Regions from separate parts of the Mus musculus genome. Here region 1 is linked to region 2. A link is a contact called in public promoter capture Hi-C data. All regions are on one chromosome and are shown on one strand. Each heading gives the region's core, a stretch centred on a gene start, on an enhancer-like site or on the middle of the called end of the contact. The rest is flanking DNA. Distances are from core to core; before and after follow the strand shown.

The links. Promoter capture Hi-C pulls out the DNA fragments that hold promoters and counts their contacts.
Region 1: a contact with region 2 is called in a promoter capture Hi-C map of embryonic stem cells. The contact joins the promoter of Art1 here to the promoter of Arhgef17 in region 2. A contact is called at or near these places in 3 of 39 promoter capture datasets (embryonic stem cells, liver and pre-B cells).

The regions. Positions count from the first base shown.
Region 1 is chr7:102,097,590-102,103,103 of GRCm38.p6, forward strand. Art1 (ADP-ribosyltransferase 1) reads left to right here and starts at 4,154. Exons shown (of 5, transcript NM_009710.4): 1 at 4,154-4,202. It overlaps Art5 (ADP-ribosyltransferase 5), which reads right to left and starts at 2,640. Exons shown (of 5, transcript NM_007491.2): 1 at 2,242-2,640; 2 at 1,845-2,054; 3 at 192-921. The coding sequence starts at 1,904.
Region 2 is chr7:100,928,723-100,934,419 of GRCm38.p6, forward strand. It overlaps Arhgef17 (Rho guanine nucleotide exchange factor (GEF) 17), which reads right to left and starts at 3,439. Exons shown (of 21, transcript NM_001081116.1): 1 at 1-3,439. The coding sequence starts at 3,017.

The sequences.
Region 1 (5,514 bases), core at 2,904-5,403, 1.2 Mb after region 2:
ACGAGGTACTACAGAGGACCTTTTGAGAAGACAGTCATCTGAGGATGTCCACAGATCTTGAACTCTCCCAGGACCTGGTGGAGCCCCAATCTCACTAACCAAGTGGTTCCTGAAGGCTCTGGGGACTGGGTCAGAATACACTGGCTTCTTTCACCCACCCTGCCATTCTCTGTCTCCCATTCATCGCTCACCACCCAAATAGGCGCAGTTAAAGTGGCTGCAGGTCTGATCATAACTCCAGAGAGTCACTATGCTCTGGGCTCCATCCTGGGAGAACCCAGTGACCAAGAAGACTTCGTGTGGGGGTATCAGCACCTCACGCTCCTCAGGGAAGACAGACAACGCCTGGATAGGAGCCCCAAAACAAGTCCTTAGATTGAAGAAGGTGGCATTCCCAAACCTGCGAGCCACTCTCTCATCCACAGAGCTGGAGGTAAACTGTCCTAATCGGACAGAGTCCCCCAGCCTCTTGGGTTCAAAGTGAAGACTGCCCACACCTCGGAACACCACCTCCCCAGGTCCCCTACTGCACCCTCCAGAGCCCCGCAGCAGCTGCAGAGCCCGGGTCAAGTAGAAATGCAGGGCCTTGAAGGGGAAGTGCCTCATGTAGAGCTCCCGGGAGCCACCTCCTGTCCGTACGGCCTGGTTCAGCTCCCAGTACAAGGTGTTGGATGAGTTGGTGTACACCATAATCGCTACTCCGTGCTGGGCTTTGAAGCCAGGAGGTAGAGTGAGCTTGTGACGCCGGTGTGCCCAGGCCTCTTGTGCTGCTTCCCAGGATTCCCGCAGCAGGGCATGGCGTGCCATCTCTTCCTTTAGCAGCAGGCCTGCTTTCTCCTCCATCTCCTCAGAGCAGCCCACATAGGCATCATCAAAGGTATCTGGAACCAGGCTCAGGGGCAGGATAGGAACAGCTCGAACCTATGGACACAAGGGAGGTGCCACAGAGGCCAAAGTGTAAGTTTAAAACACTGGCCAGGGACTGCTGGGGACAGGTTTTCATTTCTGTGCGACATAGCTGATGCATGCAATTGGCAGGATCCGAAACAGACACAAATAACACAGGCAATGGAGTCGGACAGCCATGGGTTTGTGTAAGCACCACCTGCTGGCTCTGGGATCTGGACTTCATGTTCTTCACCTATGGATTAAGGATGCTTCCAGCCTCACAGGGTTGTGAGGAGAGCATGAGGATAATTGCGGCACAACCTAGAGGGGCGGCATCTGACCAAGAATCGAGTCTGCCTGGTTCCTGTGCTTTCCTGGCACTGCTATTCCGTATGCAGGCAATGTGCAGCCAGTGTCTGATCCTTGCCCTGGTCCCCAACCCTCTTAGCCATTTCTCATCCTCGGGGAAGCCCTGCAGTTCAGTATACTTTACTGTCAGCTCCGGGGTTCCTGCATCCTCTCTACTTTAGAAGGCTTCATCCTAAACTCAAGGAAGGGAGGAGTGTTTTGTCCTCAGCACAACCATACTCCCAGAGTGTGATGTGGGAGGGGAGAGGGCCTGCCAGGGTCTACAGCAGCATACCCGTGTGGACAGGGGTTTGCCTGCATTGAGCCTGTGGTATGCAGTGGGAAGGAGAAAGGTGGAGGCAATCTCTATGGAGGGGTAGCATGGAAGGAGACTTCACACGGGGATCAGGGAGCACAGGGAGGTGGTATTCTGGGAGAATGACCTGGCACTTGGATTCCCTAATGGAATAGAAGTTCCTGAGAAGAGGACTGGGAGGAGGGAAGAGCCTCTTGGGAAGGGTTTCCGTTATCATTCCTCCTCCACCACCACCTTCTCAGCCTCTGACCCACAACTGACTTTGTTGACAAAGGATAGTCGCTAGAGTTACCTTCCAGAGGGCGTGCAAGCTGAGGCAGCTGAGGACCATCAGCAGATCCTCCAGAATCATCCTAGGACGAGTCCCGAGACAGCAGGACCCTGATGATGATGAAGCCAGTGGAGGGGAGTGCTGGCTTGGATGGGCTCCAGGACCTTCCTTCCTTCAGCCTAGGAGGGTCCTTAGTCAAGGACTGGAACTCAGGAGGGATGAGGGGTGAAGCTGAGGATGAGTTTAAGGATGGATGTGGCTTCAGACTTTATTGTCCCCATGTCAGCCCTAGTCTATGACTACAAGATGGCCCCACACCCAGGGTCTCCAGGACTTCTTTGCGATGGTATAGGTGGGCCACTTATATGACTCTGCCGCAAGAGGGGCGGGGCTGGGCGGGGCAGGGATGGGAACCCACCTGGAAGAAGTTGAGACAGAGAGCGGCCCGGCCCAGGGCTATGGTTCTTTGCGGCTGACTGGAGCTGAAGTGCCGGCAGGCGCTCGCAGATCGCAGATCCTGAACAAACAGCTGGACAAAGTCCCCGGGGCTAACTATAGCCCCTGGACTGGTAACCCGACACCTATCTTCCCCAACAACAGACAGGGGCGTGGGAGCTGAACTGGCAGAGTCCTTGGGTGATTGAGGGGCAAAACTCTCCTTCGTTTGGATGATAGGTTCTTTCTGTAAGATCTGAACTAAGTCAAAGTTGGGGGAGAGACCTGTGAGACTTGGTCTCTTCTCCGGTGGCCCTGGGCCGGGCCATGGCCCTCAGACCCCCAGGCCACGAAGCCCCACGAGGATCTCTCCTTGTTCATTACGCTAGTTAAGTCGCCAAATCTGTCTTATTTGCATACAATTTGCATACGACACACGTTGGGTCACGTGCACCAGCATCAACCCTCCACCCCACCCCCACTTCCTTCCCTACTCTTAACCTTCTTTGTCTCCTACCCTGGTCCGAAGGGCCGGGGTAGAAGGGAATTTATGACATTCAGTGCTTAGCCGTCCAGGAACAGCCACACCCCTTCCACCCCCTCAGACATTCCCTTTCCAGACTTCTCCGGCTCAGCTGAACCCATGTTTGTAAACACAGCTTTCTCTCGCACCTCCCTTGTGCTTGACTATAAATAACCTAGTTCTGAGTTCAGATGCCCAGTTGGGTGTAATGGGAGAAGGACCCAGCTTGCGGGAAGGTGAAGGAGGGACGTTCTTAACACCAAGGGTTAGAGATGCCTCCTGTTGGGGCCACCATTAGCATAGGATAAGGCCTCTCCAGTCCAGCTCATGAATTTACCCATCACCACCCTTTACCACCTCATATTGTCAGCCAAATAAAGTTTCCTTCACCCAAAAGCCTCTTTTCTCCTCCAATCCTTCCTGAAGGCTAAAGAGAAAAACAAACTATGTCCAGCAGTGATCCCTTCCTTCCCTCCTGACCCCATCCTCCCTTTCTGGGAGGAATTCAGGTACTTGCAGTTTCTGGGACAGCAGATGCTGTGTGGGGGCAGCCTATGGCTTGGGGATTTTCTTATATCCTAGCACCCGGAACTCCAAGAAGTGGAGTCAAATCTGGTCACGTGTGGGTCAGGGATCCTGAGAGGGGCAGCATCCTCTCAGGTCACACGGTGAGTCAGAGATCCAGCAGGAAGCTAGGTTCTTTAGGGCAGAACAAAGCTTGCCCTAAACAACATGCATTGTAAACTTTATATGCCCCAGTACAGGGGAACTTCGGGGCCAAGAAGTGGGAGTGGGTGGGTAGGGGAGCAGGGTGGTGGTGGGATATAGGGGGCTTTCGGGATAGCATTTGAAATGTAAATGAAGAAAATACCTAATAAAAATTTGAAAAAAAAAAAAAAAAAAAAAAAAAAAGAACATGCATTGTGGTGGTACATGCCTATAACCCTAGCAATCGGCAGGGAAGCTGGGGCAACAGGATTGCTTCAAGATCAAGGTCAGCCTGGACTTTGTGAAAGAAAGTATTAAGACAACAACAACAATTAACCACCACCACCACCACCACAGAACAAAATGGAAGGAGAGATGTGTGGAGTTGGGGTGATCAGAGTCCAGAACCAAGCCTGGTGAGAGGGCTGCAGCCCCATCTCCTCAACACCCCCAACACTGCCCTCCACACCTCTGTATTCGGCAGCTCTTATTGTTTTGGGAAGAGCTTTGGCCCAGGTCACACTGGGGTGAGGCTAGTGTTCCTGAGCCTTGACAAGGAGACAGCTTGAAATAGACGAGTGTCACATTTCTGAGCAGCTGTGTGGCGACAGCAGGAGGGGTAGGGAATAGACAGTATAAAAGAGAAAGCTGCCCTCCCTGCCCTGTCTATCCCAGGAGACCAGGTCAGCTTTGCCCGCCATGGAGAAGGCTAGGTAAGGCCAGAAGGCTACCTCACCTCCTCGCATAGGGAGCAGGGAGGGAACTTTTTTGATTTAAAATCTATGGTATTAATAGTTTTAGGGATCCTTGGATCCCAGGAAGGTTTGTGGATGTGGGGAAGTTTGGGGTTTTTGAGGAGAGCCTTGGGGTCATATTCCCTGAAGGAACTGTTGAGTGAGGGCCAGAAAAAGGAAAACCGAGGGTCAGAGGATAGGGGATGCAGCTCCCTTGCCTGTGGAAAGGGATTTTTAAGCTGGATTCAGCTCTCCTGTGCCAGAGACTAAGTTAGAGGCCAGCCTGGGATACCTAACAAGACCCTGTCTCAATAAAATAAGATAAAAAAAAATAAAATGAAATGAAATGAAATAGGGAGAATTCCCAGTGTCCCAGACCAATCTCTGCTGCATTTCCCCCGTGACACTGGTCACCAAGGAAAGCAATCTATTTACTCTGAGGTGCTGTCTGATTGGCAATGCTCACACCGCCTCTTAGCCTGTTTACCAGAGACTGGGGGGAGGGGAGTCTTCCATCACAGACTGAGCAAAAGGAGGCCAGAAGTGACTGTAGAAATGAGGGTATGTGGTGGACACAGGCAGGCTTTAGCGAGGCTTCCGTTCTCTAATGGACGGGAGCCAGCGCTGACAGATAGGGTGCGCTGTCTGGACAAGAGAAGAGGTGGGCTTCCACGGATTTTCCGGGATTACTGACTGGGGTCATCATCTTGCCTGAAGGACATGGAGGGCTCAGCAGCTGAAGCTGTGAGACCTGAGCTTCACTGCTCCCAATGCTCAGGCTGCTATAAAACCTCTGGCAGTGGAGGGCAGAAAAATCACCCTGCCCAAAGAGGTGATTGACATATCTGCCTTCAGAGTGACAGAACCTGACTCAAAAGGGAACACATGGACGCCAGTCTCTCCATCCCAGCCCAGTTACCCATGAGCATCTGCAGGTCTACCTGAAGCTGGGTGTTTGTAGATTTTACTTCCTTCATCAGCAAGTACTCGGGTGACTTTGCCTAGTCCTGGCCTGAGATCAGGGATTACTGCCGGTTCCTACACAGGTCAGGGGTGGGGCTTGGGGCGCTCAGGAGAAGTCAGCACAAAGTGATGTAGAGCCCCCAAAGGATTCTGGGGCTTTCTGAAAGAGGTGGGCCCTGAGCTAGGCCTGGAAGAGGAGGAGGTCAGGACAGCTCAGGGCAGGGAAATGGCAGAGCCTCTCTGGAACTTTGTTCTGTACTGTAGGCGCCAAGCAGGGACGGGAAAGGTCCCAGGGGGCAGGATCATTGAGCAGGCTGAGGCGAGGAGC
Region 2 (5,697 bases), core at 2,189-4,688:
AGGGTCAGCATGTACCGTTTAGTCACATCCTCAAGTGATGGTGCCTGCAAGGCGGGATGGCCTCTAACAGGAAAGCCCACAGGCTCTGGCGCAGCCACGGGGGGTCCCACAGACATCGCAGGCTCGGGTACCACAATAGGTGTAAAGGTGGCAGGCACACTGGCGTGGCGAACATGTTTGGAGGAAGACCGAGTTTGTGTCAAGCTACCAGTCTGGTCCTGGTTGCCCTCCTCTCTCCGAAGCTCCTGGTGACTGCTCCGGGCTGGGCGCTTCTTGGAGCCTCGACGGGTGAGCCGAGGGGAGAGAACACTGGTCAGCTTGGGGTCAAGATGGAAGTCATGGTGGGCAGTGGAGGAGGCAGGTGGGGCAGGTAGGGACCTCTCTGACTGTGCCCTGCCCCTGGCAGGAGCAGGGTCTTCCGGCTCTGTCCACTGCTCTGCAAGGATAGGTTCACTGCTGGACGGAGGCAGCATGGGCTCCACTTCTCGAATGGGCTCCCCTCCTGGGCCCTCAAATCCAGGCCCAGTCAACTCCCCACGGCGACTAGGGTCACTCAGAGATTTCTTCTTGGGGGTCTTGCCAGCAATCCTGTCTTCTCCCATACGCCCCAAGGCACCAGGCCCCTGAACGATACTCTGAATGACTTCCTGATAGTCCTTGTTCTCTTCGCTAACCACAGACCAGTCACTGTGGCCGCTGGTCAGGCCCTCATCCATAGCTGGGGTCACTGGAAGCCCTGTCTTAGAGTTCAGCGAGCCCAGAAGATTGCTGTCCACAGAGAACCCTGAGGGCTCCTCAGAGGTGGCAGCCCGATGACGCTGTGGAATAGGGTCACTCAGGGACCTGTAGGCCTCACTAGCCTCCCCATTACTTAGTTCAGTTCCATTAGGGCCTGAAGGTGGCACTTTTCGTCTCCTGCGGAGGGCACCTGGAGTTGGAGGGGTCTCAGGAGACACAAGGGCCCTCCCACCCAGGCTGTCTTCTGTCCCGGCCCCAAGGTGGTGGTTTGTCTGCGCTGAAGTAGAGGAAAGGGGTCGCCACACTCCTGCAGGATCTAAGCTGCAAAAGGCAGCACCAAGAGGTTCAGGGTCTGCTCCAATGCCCTCATCCGTCAGGTTGGACTCAGGGCCAGAGAGCTCCTCCTGAGACCGATGCCCTTGGGTCATATCCCCTGCCCAGTCAGGACTTGTAGGGCAGACATCATTTCCATCGTCCTGCTGTGCACCCATTCGCTGTATCTTCTCAAAAACCTGACGGGCTTCCTGTACATACTGATCCTGGACCACGAGTGGCAATGGGTCTTCCTCTGCCCCAGAACCTGCCAGTAGGAGCTCTGAGGAGCTAGGCTTCAAGGCACTGGTGCGGAGCAGGCGCCGGGCCATGGGCTTTTCCGAACAGCTGAATGACTTTGCTCTGCGTAGGGTAGCTGTCAGGTCCTTGAGGGTGGGCCGGGTGGTGGGTGACGTTGGACTTTGAGACAGTGTGGACTCCGATTGTTCCATTGGGCTACCTGCTGATGGTGAGTCTCTGCCATCTAGGGGCCTGTTCCCAGGGCCCCCACTGGGCTTTCGGACCCTCAGTTCTGAAAGGTCTGAACGAAGGAAACTGAGCAGCGTCAGGGTTTCAGAGGCGATATCTGGATTCGATAGGGACTTTCGTTGTCGGTTCTTATCTAGGTCCAGTCCTCCATCCCTCAGCGGCCTGGCAGTGCCTACAGGTCCCTTACTGCGGGACCTCGTCTGGGGCCGCAGAAGAAGCCCATCTCCAGTTCCAAAACTTGGGGATCGATATACACCCCAGCCCACAGAACTACGGCTTGACCATAGGTCGTCATCTTTGAGGGTCTCTGTGCTGGAATAGCGACTACTTCCTCGGGAGCCAGCTGGGCTGGCCAGGTACGCAGGAAAGCTCACCTTAGCCACACGGAAAGGTGCACCCCCAGTGTCGGACATAGGCCTTAAGCTCTCTTGGGGACCTGGGAGGCATGGCTGTGTACCAGTACCCCACTCATCCATTGAGGTTCTTGGAGACGTCGGAGGTTCGGGGCTCCCGACACCCCCCGCTGATCCCAAGCCTCCCGGATTTAGCTCGTCACTGTCCTGGCTGCAGCCGTGAACCAACTGAGAGCGTCCAGGCCGGAGACCTCTCCCTCTCCAGCGACGGCCATCCTCACCATTTGGGTCCTCGTCACTGCCCGAAGAGTGGCCGCCGAGGTAGGCCGGACTCTGAGGCCCAAGCTGCGACTGCGGTCCCTCCTCTTCCTCCTCGCTGGAACTAGCAGCCCGGCTGCGGCTGACAGGATAGGAGGAGGCAATGGAGGAGGAGGAGGAGGCCCGGGCCCCGGCCTGCGGTTGGGAGAAGCTATGCCAAGAATGTAAACCATCCGCCGGACGCTGCGCCCGCTCCTGTTGCTGGTGCTGCCGACGTCGCCTCCCCTCGATCCCGGGCCCGGACAGCGGCCGCGCAGAACGCAGGCCAGCCAGAGGAAAGCACGTTCGAGGAGGTGGCGTCGGAGGTTGCCGGGGATCGCGAGTTGGGGGCTCCCACGAAACTCTGTCGGGGCTGGTCGACCCCAGGGCCTCAGAGTCCATACTGGGTCGTCTGGAGCTCGGACCGCCGAAGAGTTTGCGCATCTCTGTGACGCTGGGCCAGGCCCCACGTTCAGAGCCTTCCGCAGCTTCTTCTGTGGTGCCGGAGGAGCAGCCCCCGTCCCGGGTACCAGTGGAGTCGTCGTCCAGACCCGCCGCGTCGAAGCGCCGGGAGAGCTGGCGCACCGATGGCGAGAGGCTGCGGAGCGGGCGCGGCTGCGCGGGGGCGGCCGGGGGCCCCGACGCCAGCTTGGACACGCGCCGGGAGGGCTGGCCCGGGACTGCCGCGGCTGGCCGGCACGAAGCTCGGCGCCGCAACCCAGGGGTGTCCGCGTCCTCCTCCCTCGGCCCCGGTCCGCCGCTCCAGCGCTCCAGCAGTTTAAACGAGACGCTGCGATAAAGTGGGGGTCGAGGTGACCCGTCCGCCATGGTTGGTGCTAGTCACTCCGGGGGGGCTGGCCTCGGGACGCCGCGGCCAACCCCCCCTGCACTCCCACTCCGAGGGCGCGCAGTGGCCACGGTCCGAGAGCCTGGGTCCTGCACCCGCAGCGTGCGGCGGCTGTGGAGGAGGGTGCGGAGACGTGAGCAGAGGTTTATCAGTCGAAGATCAAGTTTCCGCGGCTACAAAAGGCAGGAGTTCCATCCTGGGCGGCCCCTCTCGCCCCTGCGGCGACCCCAGGCCCAGCCTTAGCCTCTGCGGGAGAGGCCAGGGACATCGCGGTCCTGCCGGTGAGGGGCCTAAGGCTCGGTTCCTGCACTCAAAGTCCGCCTGCCAAGCCCGGCGGCCCGCCTGCCTCCCCTCGAGCTCCCGCTCCAGCTCCCTTTCCCTCCCTCTAAGCAGCTAGCTCTCTGCTCCCTTTTGTTGCAAATAAACTTTGAGGCAGAGGAAAGGGGGCGGGGGGCGGGGCCTGGCGCCCAAAAGAGGGGGTGGGCTCCGGGAGCGCGCGAGGCTGGGAACACTGTGGGGGGAGGGAATCGGGGAGGAGCCGAAGGAGAAACAGGATGCTAGGACTTTTGTAGACCAAAACGACCCTCTAGGGGAGTCGGCTGCGAAAGCCGCGGGCTGATCCTCCCTGGGGACTCCTTCAGATACCCACAGGAGCTGAGAGTGGACAGCTCTGCATAAAGTAGTCCCCGCTTTCACGCGGGAACCTCTGCCGCAGGGGCTCCAACATGGCAACCCAAGACCCAAAAACTCAGGTACACACCGAAACTCAGGTACACGCAGAAACTCTCCTGGCCGGAAAAGAGGTGGGGCCCAGGGAGACGTAGGTGGGGCAGGCCCACCGGAGCGCTTGTGGTTCCCCACCTTGCTCAGACCACGCCCCGTACTCATCCTTCAGTGGCGAATCCCGCCGCACCACGCCCATGTCCCGCCCCTCACTCTCCCAAACGCTCCACCTATCTCCCACCTCCCTCTGGTTTGTCCCTCGCTGACTGTCCCTTAACCCACCCAATGCTGCTTTAGCAGTCCCACCACTCAGGACTATTACACACAACTTCCCCCGCCATTTTTCCAGTTGCCACGCCCCCTGCCCTCTAAGGCCTGGCGTCCTCTAATCTCTAAGACTCCGCTCCCCACGTCTTTCTGCGGTCGGGGTACGTTGCTCTTGCGCCCTCTGCGGGCAAGATTCTCCGCTTTCTCCAAACTCCGTAGAGATAAAACTTCATCTTCCCACAACCAACCATAGAAGGGTTAGGAAGGTTTCACTTGCTTACAGGCGTTTCCTGCCCCCTTTGGCAAGCACTCTGCCCTTTCTTTGGCCTCCTGCACAAAAGGTGTTTGCACGGGAACGCCCTCAACTTCCCTCCGCCAAACCTATACTCCTACCTGTGGGTGCTCCACCCTCCAGACCAGGAAGGTGTCTCTCCCGCTGCAACAATGATCTACCCTAGACCTCCCCTCCCGCTCCTGCTGCAGTCTAGCAAGTCTAAAATTGTTCTGGTTACTGGGATGTCAACTTCGCACCTCTGTTAGGTCCCTTTTTGCCCAGAGGCTTTAAATGTAGGACTCCACACCTAAATGAATGAAAATATATGGACTGCCTAGGACGTACGGGTAACATTTTAAGTATTTTATTTAATCCTTAGGCCACCCTTGGGGATAGATGTTATTAGAGAAGTCACAATAGCCATTGCAGAAGTCAGAGGGAAAGGATAGCTCTAGGTGTGGCTCAAATCCAGACTTTAAAGTTGTCAATCATCACGGTTTTTTTTAGAGATTTTGATGAAGAAGGAGGGTCTGATTCCTTTAAGTTCCAGCAGCCTTTCTCTTTGTGGGTGGTGGGCAGAACCTAGCCTCTTTGGGGACAGAGGACAGTCTAGACTGCTTCAAACTCACCCAGCTCTGTTATGTGTAGGCCCCATTCCTCCAATGTTCACTTAGTAAGCATTTAAGGTCAGTGGTAAATGCTTACCCAACCAACCCCAGGGCCATATGGGTCCCAGCCAAAGATACTCAGCTCAGTGGAGATCAAGGCAGTCTTGAGGGCAGAATGCTAAGTGCAGAATAAGGGAAGGCAGCCTCTAGCACAGTGGCTCTCAACTTTCTTGATGCTGCAACCCTTTAACACAATTTTTCATGTTGTAGTGACCCCCATCATAAATTTATCTTTGTTGCTATTTCATAACTGTAATTTTGCTATTGTGAACCCATAATACATATATCTGTGTTTTTCAATGATCTCTGGAAACCCCTTTGAAAGGGTCATTAGGCTCTAAAGGGGTGAGGCACACAGGTTGACAACCACTGCTCTTGGAGGACCCCAGGCTGGATTGCTGCTCGATCAGCCCCCAGGGTAAGAAGGTAGCTCTCTTAGTTCTGGATCATCCGTTAGTTTGTAGGAAGCCTCCAGGTATGGAGATAAGAAGCCTCCTGCAAGACCTTCACACCATTGTGTCTCAGCTCTGTCTCAAAGGGTCTATGAGGTATATCTTGCCCTCTCCACTGGCAAATTAGTATGCAAAGAAGAGAACCCGATGGGTTTGCACCTCTCTACTCTGCCTTGCTGGGATGCAGAGTAAACAAACCTCTATGCTTCTTTGAGCCTCAGCTGCCTTGTTTGAAAAGTGAGGAATGGGTCAGCTTTCCCCTAAGCAAGTTTAGGTG